Regions from separate parts of the Gossypium hirsutum genome. Here region 2 is linked to region 1. The links are chromatin contacts, called in public Hi-C maps. All regions are on one chromosome and are shown on one strand. The core of a region is the stretch at or near the end of the contact, and the rest is flanking DNA. Distances in the headings are between cores, read along the strand shown.

What was found. A called contact is a pair of places that touch in the nucleus more often than the background predicts.
Region 2: a Hi-C map of leaf shows a contact between it and region 1, with 1.8 times the contacts expected there. The contact joins the promoter of LOC107910713 here to the promoter of LOC107910720 in region 1. A contact is called at or near these places in 4 of 34 Hi-C or Micro-C datasets (leaf and seedling).

What each region holds. Positions count from the first base shown.
Region 1 is chrD02:22,407,310-22,414,641 of Gossypium_hirsutum_v2.1, forward strand. LOC107910720 (transmembrane and coiled-coil domain-containing protein 4) reads right to left here and starts at 3,510. Exons shown (of 14, transcript XM_016838689.2): 1 at 3,152-3,510; 2 at 2,985-3,069; 3 at 2,419-2,883; 4 at 2,102-2,258; 5 at 879-976; 6 at 629-720; 7 at 140-210; 8 at 1-63. The coding sequence starts at 3,378.
Region 2 is chrD02:22,651,168-22,658,499 of Gossypium_hirsutum_v2.1, forward strand. LOC107910713 (zinc finger CCCH domain-containing protein 6) reads left to right here and starts at 3,233. Exons shown (of 4, transcript XM_016838678.2): 1 at 3,233-3,773; 2 at 4,791-5,000; 3 at 5,095-5,219; 4 at 5,334-6,637. The coding sequence starts at 3,714. The coding sequence ends at 6,270.

The DNA of each region.
Region 1 (7,332 bases), core at 2,260-4,759:
CTGCTAGTAATGTACTTAATACAGTCAGCATGGCTCCTCCTTGCAATAAGTTTGATGCAACTTCTGCAAAATACCGCTAGTTTTCAATCAATATATTTTGCCAGTTAGCTAAATTTGATGGCTAGTGTTGAAGTAGTACTCGAAGTAATCCACTCCATTATCCCAGCGTTCAATGCAATCAGATTCTTAGACTCCCACTTTAGCACATACCTGCATATTTGGAACAATAATAATGACTAATTAACTATCAAGAAAGGGGGGAGTAGCTTCAAGAAAATTGAAGCCTACATCACATGGCAGGCAGAACAAGGATCAATAAAAAACAAATTACAATTTACATCCAATATGGAACTAATTTGAAATTCCATGAACATAACGGAACCCATTTCCATTGCCCTTAAGGATGGAACTTTTTCATCTCAGAGAGATCAACAGCAATACCAGTTAAGTTCAAAAACCAACTGGATTGCACCACCGAGACGCAGAAAGTTTGAAAATCGAATAAGTTGTTGGTTTTAGATTACAAAGAAACTCGAAACAGGCTGAACGTTGAAGCATGAGAATAGAAGGAAGGGAAGTTAAACACAAAAAGCAGAAAAGCAAGAGTCAGTCTTGTTTAACATCTTACCTCTCCAAGTTATCATTATAATTTTCCCAAGGCCTTAAGAAATCTTCTTCTTCAAATGCAATTCCAGAAATCAAGATTCCAACTGCTAGCCGCTGAAAAATTGCAGTTATTTAAAACCGGTAAGTAAATTCATGAAATAAGCCAGTAAGAAAACAGACATCATTGAAGAACCAATAATTAGTAATTCATAATGTAGCCTACTCAAGCCAACTACAAAGCTAAACATTTAAATAAATTAATGAAAACTCACGCCTTGGTTATGATATAACCCAGTTTGTATGAATTCGAATTCATCAAGGTCTTCAATTCTTATAACCGTTCTACTTCCTGCAAGACCAGCTCCAGCAGCTGGGATGCATAGAGGATAAGTTAGTGGATCTAGAGACTACACTACTACAGTTAAAACGAATAAGGAGTGTAAGTTAGATAACAATCATCACAACTAAGTCTGTACTTTAGCAGCAAACAGGTTGTATTTTACATCCTTTAATTGTTAAGTTCCCTACAGTTTTAGCCCGTAAAAGTTTTTAGCTGTTCACTCAGCTTTATCATGTTAAGCTAAGTTTCCTATGATATATATATAAGCTTGGTTTATTGACAATTCAGTCAGGAGACTAACAACATTTTGTTTTACAATTATACTGCTCAGTATCGTTGAAGGGTTGAGTATAAAAAAAGTGCTTATAGATCACCTAATATCCAGCATTATATGGTTCGGTTATAACTACGAGTACCAGATAGCTCTATAAAGTTCTGAAGGAATAGCACCAAACTTAAACAAAAGATCAGGTAGAACGCCCCTCCAATCAATACCTCCAAATGATGCAGCAACAGCAACTGAACCGGAAATTGGTCCTGTAGCACTAGCGGCTAAAGCAAATCCACCTACTCCAACTGCAGGAACAATGCTGCCTAATGTAGCAGCAAGGGCACCTAATCCGTGTCCAACAACTGGGGCAGCTAGGCCTATTGACGCAGGATCTTAAGATGTATTTTATTTTATTTCATTTAAAGTATTAGATTTTTTTTGGACAGCTAGGATTATTATTAGTTGAGAATTAAGTCTAAGATTATTAATAAAACTTTATTTGCAAGAAAGTATAGAAACTTTGCTTGCAAGAAAGTCTATATCCTGTAACAGCTTTACAGCAGCAGGACTTTTATTATTATTATTATTATTATTATTATTATTATTATTATTATTATTATTATCATCATCATCTTTGAATTTAGTAAAGAAACCCAGAGGAACCCTAAGGTCTCTAAAGTTCCATCTTCCTTCTTAGTTCTTACTAAATTGTTCAGCCCTAATTTCTTCTTTTACTACTGTTTTCTCACCTAACCACATCACCTATTATGAAATTATTCAATGGTGACTTTATAACTTCGCTTATGCCCTAAAAAATGGGGGCGGGGGGGTTGGATCCTTGAGGAAAAAATATATCTGTATGTACAAACTGAGGGATTCCATACCACCAGTAAGGGCCACCAAGGATCCTCCTGTTAAAGCAGAAGCACCAATAATGCCTGCCTGTTTCCATTTATCGTTCTTACTCTTTCCAAATTGCTCTGCATCTTCGTTCTTCAGCCGAACAATGAGATTGCAAGCAACAATTATCTCCATAGCCTCCTAGAAAATGGAATTTCCTTAAAAATGATAGAAAGGGTCAAATGTAGTAAATTACTGCTAACAGGATTTGTATTGTTAAAAACCAAATTCCATTAACAATTCATACCTACAAAGCAAAAGGATTTTTGCATCAAATAATGAGTAGTTTAAGCACACAAACCATTTTTGTCCATTTGACATTGAGCCAAGTAGCTAGCAAACGAAGAGCCACTCGGTGCCGAGCATCATAGCCCTTTGATCCGCCATCAGTCACATAATCGGCTACACAAGATGAAAGAAGCTCATAAAGAACCGTTAATTTCCTCTCCTCTGAAAGCAATTTTCCCTCTTCAATTGGTTTCTCGAAAAATCTAAATCCTGATCCATCCACATCTTCATTATTGGATATATTGGGAGTAGTCCTTGGGATTCTTCCATTAGGATCCGTAGCTGTAGTTGTGTCTGGATAAGCGCACCTCTGGCGGCAATGAGTTTCATAGTCACAACTCTTATCGCTATCCTCAGAAAGAACGAGAGAGCTTTCCATGCTAAGCATTGTAGCATCCACAGCCTTAAGTAAAGCAAGTTCCTTTTCTCGGATTCCTGAAGAAACCTCATCATTTGTCTCTGACAGTAAGGTCATGAACTGTGCCAAAATCAAAACCGTTCTCAATAAAAAAAAAAAGAATCAAAATGTTCCATAATCCGAATATTTGGATATGAAGATAAAAGGGGGTGGGGGCATACTGATCCAACGTGATGCCTTGCTTGAGTAGATACTCCGGCAGTTTCTTTGAGCCCCTCCCAAGCTTGATCCTCCACTTCCATAAACCTAATCCGTAGAAAATTTGTTGGAAATAAATTAGATAGAGAAAGCGAAAGGAGGGGACTAATATTAAACATGTAAAGTAAACCTGAAGACAGGCAAAAGTAAACCGGAGTTGTCATGGATCCAAAGGTGGGGGAAATCAGAGACGGAAATGGTGCTGCTGTTGCTAGCCCCTTCACCAATAGGCTCTTCTTCAAGAGAAAGGAGACGAGTGGTTGGGCGTGTTTGATGAAGCTGAGAATGGTGAAGAGCCACAGCGAAGAGAGCTGAGGCAGCGTATTTCTGTGTTGATGAAAGTAATGATATTTCCATTGAGAAAAGTGAGAACGAATTTGGAGGTCTTCGCTTGTTTTAATCATGAAAGTCGAGAGGCTATTATTGCCCGACTTTTTCAAAAGCGCGCAGCGATTTCCCGGGGACAAATGAAACGGCTACTGCAACCTCATATCACGTGACGTGATTACACTTGTTATGGACCCTATAACATCCCACGTTTCAAGAGCAGCCCCAAATTTTTTAATTTAAGCCATAGGACCCCAACTTGTTTTTTAATTTATAATACATACATTTTTTTTACCTAGCATGTAATTTATATTATAAAAATTAAAAAAATGTTATAATATAATGTAAATGTTAAAAAAAACATTGCTTATATTTAATTTTTTAATAAAAAAAATATGTATAATATAATAATAAAAGAAATGTATGTATACGTGTATATATATATATAAATATGAGTTAATATTTGATACATTACAAATGAAATATTTTAACTCCACATATAAGCTTCAAATATTGTCACAAGTTCTATTTTTAATACTTAAACTTTTTTTTATTCTTTTACTTCGCCCTAAATAAGATGAATGTCATTCTTTGAATTCAACTTATAGAGTCTAAAAACTCTATTAAAGCTTTGCTCAATAGGGTAGAAAAAAATTGAAAATATGAAAACTTGAAAGGATAAAAAAAAGAAAGATGGAAAATATTTTTTTTATTTCCATAATTGTGCTAAGTAGGAAAATAGAGGTATATATAGGTTGAGTAGGGCTGATCCCCAAAAAGATTTCATGCCCAAGCCTATTTTTTAAGCCAACCTAATCCAAAAACCGGTCTTACTATTCAAACATTCATAAAATATAAAAAAGTATTTTTTTTTATTTAAATTGGGTTGCTCAACTTGACATGCTAAAATATCTATCCAAGTCTAGCCCAAGTTGGGTTGAGCCTACTCTACTCAAATCCTTGGACTGGTTTAATAGGAAAATAGAAAATTGGAAAAAAAATATTTCCACAGGTAGAGTTGAAAAATAAAAAAATAAAAATAAAACATCTGAAAAATGTATAATTTTGAATTAACATGCATGTCTCTCTTATTTTCACTTCTCTCGTCATTCCAATTTGAAAAAAATTGGCTTTTATACATCTGGATGGAAAATGACAATCTCTTATATTTTCTTTCTTCTCACCTTTCTTCTCTACCAAGCACACTTAATTTTTTTTTTCTTTTCACTTTTCCACTCCCTCCTCCCATCCTTTTTCTTTTTCATCCAACCAAGCAGACACTAAATGTATCAAATAATTTTCCTATAAATATTTAAAACATGATATATTTTTAAAATAAATTAAAATATAATATGAGTAGTTCTAAACAGACTTGAGTTAACCATTTATAAATATGACAAGCTTGAGCAAAATTTGAGACTTATTTTTTTTTTAGGTCGGGTTAACCTAGACAACTATAACATGATATTAATACCATACATGGACTTGACTCGAACTTAGCCAAGCCGACTCATGAACACTTCTAGTTAAAATATAGAAAAGGATGGCATGATAGGAGATTGCATTTTTTTTGCATTGAAATTGAGGTAGTCAGTATTGTACTAAACATATCTTTTTTCTATTAGTACTAATCTGTTTTGGTGTACCCTTTAAAATTTATCACTACTTTTTCAAAAAATTTGATATGTGTAGAAAGTTATTTACAAATATAGAAAAATGAGATTAAATAAATTTCAAATATAAAATATTCTTCAAATATATAGAAATCATCTTTAATAAAATTCACAAATACAATTCATCACTAAGAGTATGCTTGTTTGGGTGGAAAAGTGGACGGATGAGAGAAAGGAAAGCAAAAGTGAAAAGAAAATAAATTTTGAGTGTATTTGGTTGAAAAAAAAAGTGAAAGAAAAGAATAGGAGAAGTAATCATTTTTATCCTAATATATAAAAATCAATCTTGTCAAATTGGAATGATGAGAGAAGAAAATGAGAGATATGTGTTTGTCAATTCAAAATTATATATTTTTCTAATGTTTTATTTTCTTTCCTTCCAATTTTCACTTCTACCAAGCAATGGATGACAAGAACAACCATTTTTTTCATCTCTCCTACCAAACACACCCATGGAAAGAAAAATAATGTTTTTCATCCTTCTAGTTTTATATTTTTTCAATTTTTCATCCTTCTAATTTTCCTCCCACTCTATCAAGCAAAACGTAAGGGCCTATTTGGTTGAGAGAAAGAAAATAAATTTATGCTTGGTAAAGAAGAAAAGTGAGAGGAAAGAAAATAAGAGAAATTATCATTTTTCATCCTAATGTAAAAAAAAATCAATACTTCCAAATTAGAATGATGAGAGGAAAGAAAATGAAAGAGAAATGTATGCGTTAGCTCAAAATTATGCATTTTTCAAGTGCTCTATTAGAGGTGTTCATGGGCCAGGCGGCCCGGCCTGGCCCGTCGGCCCGCCCGAAATATGGGAGGATTTGGGTAAAAATATAGGCCCGAAATATGGACTTGAGCAAAAAAATGAGGCACGTTAGAAAACGGGTTTGGCCTCGGGCATCACTTTTTTGGCCCGAGCCCGGCCTGACCCGGCCCAAATATAATAAATATATTTTTTTTATTTTTAAAAATATTTTAAAATACTTTTTTATTTTTAAAATATTTTTAAAATACTTTTTTTAATTTTCTAAAATTTTTTTTGGTGTTTATTTAAAAATGGGCCGGGGCCGGGCTAAGGAATTTTCCCCCGGGCAGGGCCTGGACAAAATTTCAAACCCATATTTTGGGCCGGGCCGGGCCTGGGCCTAGGGCTCAGGCCGAAATTTTTTATGGGCCCGACCCGAACCCGGCCCATGAACATCTCTATGCTCTATATTATTTCCTTTCATTTTTCAACTCTACCATTTCTTTCTATTTTTTCATCTTCCCTACCAAGCGCACCTATAGAAAGAAACTTTATATTTCTCATCTTTCTATTTTTCTATCCCTTCAAATTTTCATCTTTTTAATTTTCTTTCTACTCAATCAAATAAAGTCTAAATGAATTCAAAATAAACTAGAAAAAAAAATATTATTCTATACATTAAACAATAAAAATCCTTCAACAATCAACATATAACAATCTATTATTCAACAAATCCAAAATAAATGGAAAAAAAATTGTTTCACCCACCTACATGTGAAATCAATTGATACAGTTGATATTAATCAAATTTTACACATAAGTAAAACCTAAAATTTGTTAGCTTACTATCTGAACACTAGAAAAAAAATAGGAAGGATGATTTAGTAAACAATATTTTCAAGATTATATTTTATTGTATAGACTAAATAACAAAATCTTGCATTCAAAACACTTGAATCAAACACAATAATCTAACATTATATAGATAATATTCTAAGTAATTTAAAATAAATAATTTTATTGCTAATCAAGCATTATCCAAACCAAATATCGATTGAAAATTATAACTTACTAAGTAATGAAGGAGAATCATATTCAATAGTTACATCCTTGGGTAATTTACATTGCAAATCACTGAATTTAAAGTAGAATTTTCATTTACATCACAAACCCTTCATTTCTTATTAATTGCTCCCTAAAGTAAAAAACATAGATGGCATTTTTTGTTCTTTTCATATTCGCATTAAATAAAAAAGTTGAACTGACAGTTTGTTGGCCCAGCCAGACAAACAGGTCACGAATACATGATGATTCAGCCTTTTTTCTTCATTGAATTTATTAACTTAAAACAACAAGAAAAGTACAAGCCATTTATTAAATATTAAAAGTAAAATCCGAAAAGAAAATTCAAATGCATTAAAACACATTTCTTCTCTTATTTAAGAGTTAGGGAATGTTTATGGATATATGGATTTATTTTTTAAGGAGAGAAGAGCAATCTTTTATCCAATTTTTAGCATAAGGCATTCCTCGAAGCTTAACCTCCATGTGAGCAACACATTTCCCCCAGAA
Region 2 (7,332 bases), core at 1,983-4,482, 240 kb after region 1:
AAATATATATTTTTTCTTTGTGTGTTTTCTTTTTCTGTGTAAGAATCCCACAAGTTACGAGGCACTATAATTTCGAGCCAAAACTGTGAGGAAGAGCCAATCTCACCATTTGCGATGGACTTTTAACACTAATCAGGTAACCTCTTTCCTTTATATTTTTATTGCACATCAGAGACAATGTAATGAATAAAGTGTGGCGGGTGACATAGGAAAATTTTAAAATTTTAAGTTTTTCTATTATTTTTTTTAATCATTTTTAAAAATTTTATTTTGTGTGTTATGAGTGTGCTTGAGCTTGTAGAAATACAAGTGATTGGTTAGGAACATATACCTAAATTGTTTGCTTAGATTCTAAATTTAGCCTGAAATTAAATAATTTAGGTTGTTTATATTTAGTCTAATTAGATTAGTTTATTATACTGTAAATAGGAAAAAGAGATTAAATATACCAAGTGATAAAGGTGGATGCAAATAGGTAATTATATTTGTAGAAGTATAGGATGTCCAAATTAAATAAAATGCTCGATAAAATCCATGGTTATTGAAATGGTGCAGTATGACTAGTATAACCTTTATAAAAAGTACCCAAGAAAAATCTTGATCATATTGGCATGCACAAATAATAATAAATCAAAAAATCATCATAAGAGATTATTAGAGAAATATTATTGCATTAGAGTTCAAAGCATGAATAAAAATAAACCTAGTAGAAAGAAAACATTCGAACTAACTGTACCCAGCAAAAATAAATGCTATATTCGTATATACATTTTGATGGAAACATATATTTAATTTTCTTTAACTTGTTTACTTTATAATTTATTGAACTAACCTGTTTAGGTGTAAATAACTTTGAATTGTTTAAATTTCTAGCTAGAGTTGTATATTTAGACAAATCCTCCTAGTGTCGATGCTCTAATCTAATCTCGTGTATGAAGCTAACTCAAGTATATTGTTTAGCTATATATTTTTTTTATTTTCTTTTGATGCTTGAAGGCAAGCAGCGACTTAAGTGTGGAGGAGTTTGATCTGCCACAATTCGTTGTGGCAAATTAAGGCTTTTCTGGCACTTAACCAGCTTGTTTTCTAGTGTTTTTATATGCTTTTATTTCATTTTCAGTTTTTATTTGCTTAGGTTTAGTTTTGGTAAAATAAGTGTTTTACCCAGTTTTTAGTGTTTTGATGACTCGTAAGGCGAACTCGAGCCTCGGGTATGACTAATGGGTTATTTGAGTATGTAGGGCAGCAATTTGGGCTTAAGTATGCAAGGAATAATGGTCATGTCACGACATCAACATTCGACGTCGCAACATTGAACTTAGAAGCATCAAAGGCTAAAAATAGGGTTCATGTCATGGCATCATCATGACAAATTGCTGACATCAGTAGCCACGTGATCAAAATTTTAAAACTATATATATTTTGTTTATTATTTATTAAACCTGTATTTTCTTTATTAAACTAGAGGTATTTTAGGAATAAATTGCCTTAATGTTGCCCTAGATTTTGCTTATGTATACACTATTATAATCTCATTAGGAGGGTTGGTTGTTGATAGCTAGACAATTAAATAGTTTTTATTTTTTCTTTGTATTTTTATTTATGTTTGCTTAGTCGTAATTCTTCCTGTTCCGATCTGAAGACGGTTGCGAGCGGGGATTGCTCCGACACCGCACCTCAATTAATTATCAATGAGAAATTTATCTATTTATATTTTGTTTCTCTGACCAATTAACGTTTGTATGAATATTAGAATAAATCTTGTGCTTATTTCATATCTAGCATGTTTTAGTTATGAATTTGATTTATTAATTACGTAATTATTTATCTAAAATTGAGTGTTTATTCAATAGTACTTAGTATATTAGGGAGTGACACCCCTAATAGAATATCTAGACAGGTGAGACCGAGAGGGTATCCTGTCGAGTATACTTGTGCTAAGCGGTGAGATCAAGAGAGTATATGTAAGCCTAGGAAGAGACCAAAAGGGTGACTTAGGTGGTAATCCTTAGTAAAGATGAGACTGAGAGGGTATTCTTACCTACGGATGGTAAACAACTCAACCGAGGGTAATTAGCGACTTAATTGATAATTGGTTATTTAATCGAAAATAGACTGGGAACTCAAATCGTCGACACTAGGAATAGGAGATTCCATTAAGCTATTTTAAACTACTTAATTTAATTAGGTTATTTTAGTTTAATTAATTTAATTACTTTAATTCATATTTTAATTTTGGATTCACATTTTAATTTTGGATTCACATTACTAACTTGTAAATTGATTATATTAATAATTATTTTTAGTAATTAATTTAATAATAAATTTCGTCAATCTGCAATCCCTTGAATACGATTCTCATCTCTTCCATGAAATTCCCAACAATTCTCATATCAAATCCAAAGGTTAGGATTTATTTTCCCATCAATTGACCATGATCCAATGGTTCCTTTCACTCTTTACTTTCAACTTTGATCCAATGGCTCCTAATTAAACATGGAAACTTTGATCGAGTGGCTAATATTGGTCCCTACACATTTTCTCAGTGCTTTTTCCCATTTTGCCATTAGTAAGGTCCAGATTAAAACACATGAAATTGATCTAATAGCTCTCATTCCAATTAATAAATTCACAATATAACATCTCATGGTTTATTATTCTTCGAGGTCCTTCAACATTTTACCTCTTTATGACCATGACTAATTTACAAGCTTAGACTATTTTCCCATCTAGTCCATCACTTTATTATCCAACTTCAAATTAATCCATACTTATCAAATTTGATTTGAATTGTTTAGAATTTTTTTTAAATTTTTTAAAGAATTCATATTTACAAATTTATAAAAATATTTTTTTATAATTTTATAAAATAAATTATGATTTTTAGATTTTTTAAATAATTTTTTGACATATTTAGATTTTTTAAAATTATCATTAATTTTTTAAAATATCAAATTGATCTTTTAATTTTAATTAAGAGATCAAATTAGTTATCAATCTTTGAGTCTTATTTCATCAAAGGGTTAACGAGCATAATATAAGTTTTGATAAACATAAACTTAAGCTTAATTTAAGGAGTATTTGTGGAATTTACCCAAATGAAACTGAGTCAGAATATGAACATTTCAGCTCAAAAGTCCAATTCGTTTTAATCGCACTTGCATTTACAGCGCGTGTAAATACAACACGAGCAATCCAAATCATCCTTCCACTTCCACGCGTTCTATAGATTGCGTTCGTCATCCATAGCACAGAACAGAAGCCCAGAAAGAAAGAGAGAGAGATTTATTTTTTCCTAAAAAAAAAAGAGAAATATATTTAACAGAGAAACGCGGAAAATAAATCAGATAGAAAAACGGGGAAAGGACAAAAAGGAAAAACCGTTCTAGGGTTGCCTTGAATCTCTCTCTTTCCAGATATTAGATAATTAGAAATAGATATGTAGGGCTTTTCAATCGATTCCTTCTTTATTTTCTTACAATTAGGGTTTTCGAAAGAGGTAAGTTGATTTAACTGCTGGGTCTCATTTTCTTTTCTTATCTTTCTTGGGACAGTGGTGTTGGAGTTTGGGTTTTAATCGACCCAACCCTAAAATCGGTGCTTTTGGGAATTGGACTTTTAACATTTTACCGAGAATCGAAGCTGGAAAAGGATCATTTTTTTAGCGACTCTTTCTTAACACAATATATTGTATTTTTTTACGATCTGTAAATATGCGAGGAGTGCACAAATCAAAAAGGGTTACTTGGGCATCAGACGTTAACCTTTGTCAGGTAAAATTGCAATTTTAGTTTGGAAGTTCCTGAATTTTGAGGTTCCTTTCAGGTGAAATTACAGAAAAGAAAAAGGGGGTGCAAAATTTTAAGTGAACCAAATATGATGGAGAATGAAGCTATGTGAATCCTTCATGTTCTGCTGTTTTTGGCTTCCTTTTTCCTTTCATAAATATATTTTATTTATTACTCTGTCCCTTTAATTGCATCTGAACCTTTCTGGTAGTCAAGTTAGTTTAGGTTTGGTATTCTTGTAATGCATGATTTCGAATGAGTTTTTAGTTTTGTTGATGCCATTGTTGTGTTAAGCCTTTTAGGGTCTTAAATGATGGCCTGTTCTTGTTTTTGTTTGTTTTTTTCTTCTTTTTCAGTGGAATTTATGGCTTATTTTGTTTTGCATCTTACTGTTATGGGAATAAATCTACTAGTGGAGTTTGGAAGTTTTTCATGCTAGTTAGACACAGAAATGAGAGAATGGAAATGATAAAAGACATAGATTTTTAAACTTATTCAAAAATGCTAACGATGATAAAAATATACCAGTGATTGCATCCTTGCCTTGGCTTGTCTTTTATTGATGTTTCCTTTCATATAATGTTCATCTTTGCAGAACACGATAAGTTTACCACAATACAGTTGTAAAATCTCCTTGGAGTTTGATTAGTATGAGTGTGTAATGTTTCTTATATTGCTATAGTTCTGAAGTCTTGACTTTATGTTTCTGCTTGTAGTTGTTTACCCAACCTAGTTTTGTAGCTCATACTAGATTTTAGTATAGGAGAAGTACTAGGTTAAGCATCTCAAATTCAACTTGAGATTTTATTACTCAGCTAAGGCTTAATGAGATGTTTATACAAGCTTTAATATATGTATTTATATATTGCATTTCCCTGTTTGAACAAGCTCTCTTCAGTTGCTAGATGGTGTTTGTACGGTGAAATGATGTTTGAGCAAATTCACAACCCTGTTTTGTTGAAAATGATAAACAGAAAATATAATTGCTTCTCCTCTTAACAGATAAGGTTGTTTCTATCAGAGGAATCACCTTCACAAGTTGGGGTGGGTGGTCAAGATCACCTCCAAGCAAAAACCTCGTTGGTATCACATATAAATGGGGCTACTGGGGATGACTTTCTGCCTCCGGGATTTGAAGGAGCTCATTCTACAAGTCATCCGCAGATTAACTTGCTTGAAATTGCTACCATTAAATGGAGATGTCCTCTAAGGGTAACAATTCTAAAGACTTCTTTTCTGCGTTTTAGTTTGATTTGTGATTATTGCTCCCAGCATTTACCTCAAAGCTGAACATACGTCTTCACAGTTTATTTTGGACTTGAATTGGCAAGTTGTTGCCGGAGAGGAAAGTGAAGAGGTGGAGATTCAAAATCAGAGAGAAGTGAGAGTGCTTGAAGCTGTTTATCCTCGGCCATCTGCAATTCCTACAAAGTCTGATACTTTTTCCTTTTTCTCTTTTTGACTGGTTTTGGGGTGGGTTTTCTAGAAACTGCTTCTCTTGGGTTATACTTTTCCATGAGACTAAATTTTCTTCTGGTTGTGCAGCTCTTCTGTTTCAGCAGACGTGGAAAATTGTGACTATGACGATCAGCAAACTCCTCAAATACCCATCACTCCTATTGAAGATGAGGATGCAGCAACTGAAACTCCCATTAGTTCACAGCCGCAGTGGTTGGCTCCTGGTATTTTACCTCCTCTGCGTGGCAGTATGCCAAGTGTTTCAAGTGGTTCAGCTGATGAAAAACCTGCTTCTGGGATGATCCTTAATGTTGAACCCGGTGTAGCAGCTGCTGCCTTTGCAGCAGTTAACCAAAACAATGAATCTGGAAACATGATTGATCCTGAGTTTCTCGTTAAAATTCTCAGCAATCCCAGATTGATTGAGAAATTAGTTACTGATTATGGAGTGGCTTCAGGTGCTCAAAACTTACCTGAATCAACATCCCCTCTGGCAACTTCTCCCAATCCACCCCCACCTGTAAATCTCTCCAACCCATTTCCTGCCCACATCAATAGAACAGAAAATGGTACTGCATCCTTATCAGCTACTTCTAGTGGAGCATTTTTTGCTCAGCCTAATGGGGTTGGAGTTGGACCGTCAAATAAACAAGGTCTTACACCCAATCCCCATCCAATATCTGTTTCACCAGCTGTTGGGCTTCCCCAGAAAAAGGATGTAAACTATTACAAGAACTTGATTCAGCAACATGGAGGAGAAAGACAAGAGCCAGCTCAAAAGTTCAACAGCCGATACAACCAGCACCTAAGACCGAACCAAGAACTAATAAACAACACCAAATTGAGAGATTCTAGACCGAAGATAATGAAGCCTTGTATGTACTTTAATAGTTCCAGGGGATGCAGGAATGGAGCCAATTGCGCATACCAACATGATACATCTTCCCACCAGAACAGTGGGAATAATGTTGCGGAGGTGCCGAATACAAAGAGAATGAAAATGGATAGAGAGATAAGCGGTTAGAAAATACAGAGCGCAAGTATGGTTAGAAAATACAGAGTGCATGTATGCCTTTTTCACATGCAAAAAGCGTACTGCAGCTCTATCTTTTATTGGCTTTGCTTAGGTTCTTTTTGGAATTAGTATAATTCTAGTACTACCTTTTTACCCCTCGCTTTGCATCAAGCTTTTAAGATTCAATGGGCTAGATAGAGAGCCTTGATTATCACAACCGATTGCGGATTTTCATCCATGAAGTGCATTTTTTTGGGTTTTTTTCTTTCTTTCGTCTTGCATCGACTGCAAATGTTGCTTACGTACGTATATATTACAGTATGACAGTTGCTCTGTCCATACAGTTTGATTTATATTACAGGGAGTATTTTCTGCATTTTGTTTGAAAATGAGCCAATAAACTGTAAACTTTTCCCCTTGGATGTAGAGTTGCTGAAATAGGCCTGAGCTTTGAATTGTTTTAAAAAGCTGATAGCTCTAGTTTGGAAAAACTTGAATCCGAGAAAATCTGAGTTTGAAGAAACGTCAGTTTAAAAAAGAAACTAGAGTTCGAAAAAACTAAGCTCATAACCATTTGAGCTTACCATCGAGATAGGTAATGATTTGATTCGTGTTCGAGATAAATATCTGAACTTGAGAAATCGAATTTATAACTAAAAAGCAGCAGATATAATATAATACTATTTAAAACAAAAATAAATTAGACATAAATTATAATTACTTAATTTATTAATACTATATCAATAATAATTTATTAACACTAAAATTAATTAATAATGAATATTTATATTATATAATAAATATAGAAAACTACTAATAATTCAAATATACATAACTAGTTTCTTTATGTTACAACCATGTTCTATTCGAATGAAGGTGTCATCTTGTTGTTCCATGTGCTGTTTGATTAGTATGGTGTTTTCAGTTTCTTAGATTGAAAGGTTCTGTTGGCATCTTTTGACAAAACAATATTATGGGTCACTCAGTCGGTTATCTAGAGTATAGGAAACTTCAACTCTTTCATTATCTCCTTAGCCGAATCATGACCAGTTTATTGAATAATGATTGTTG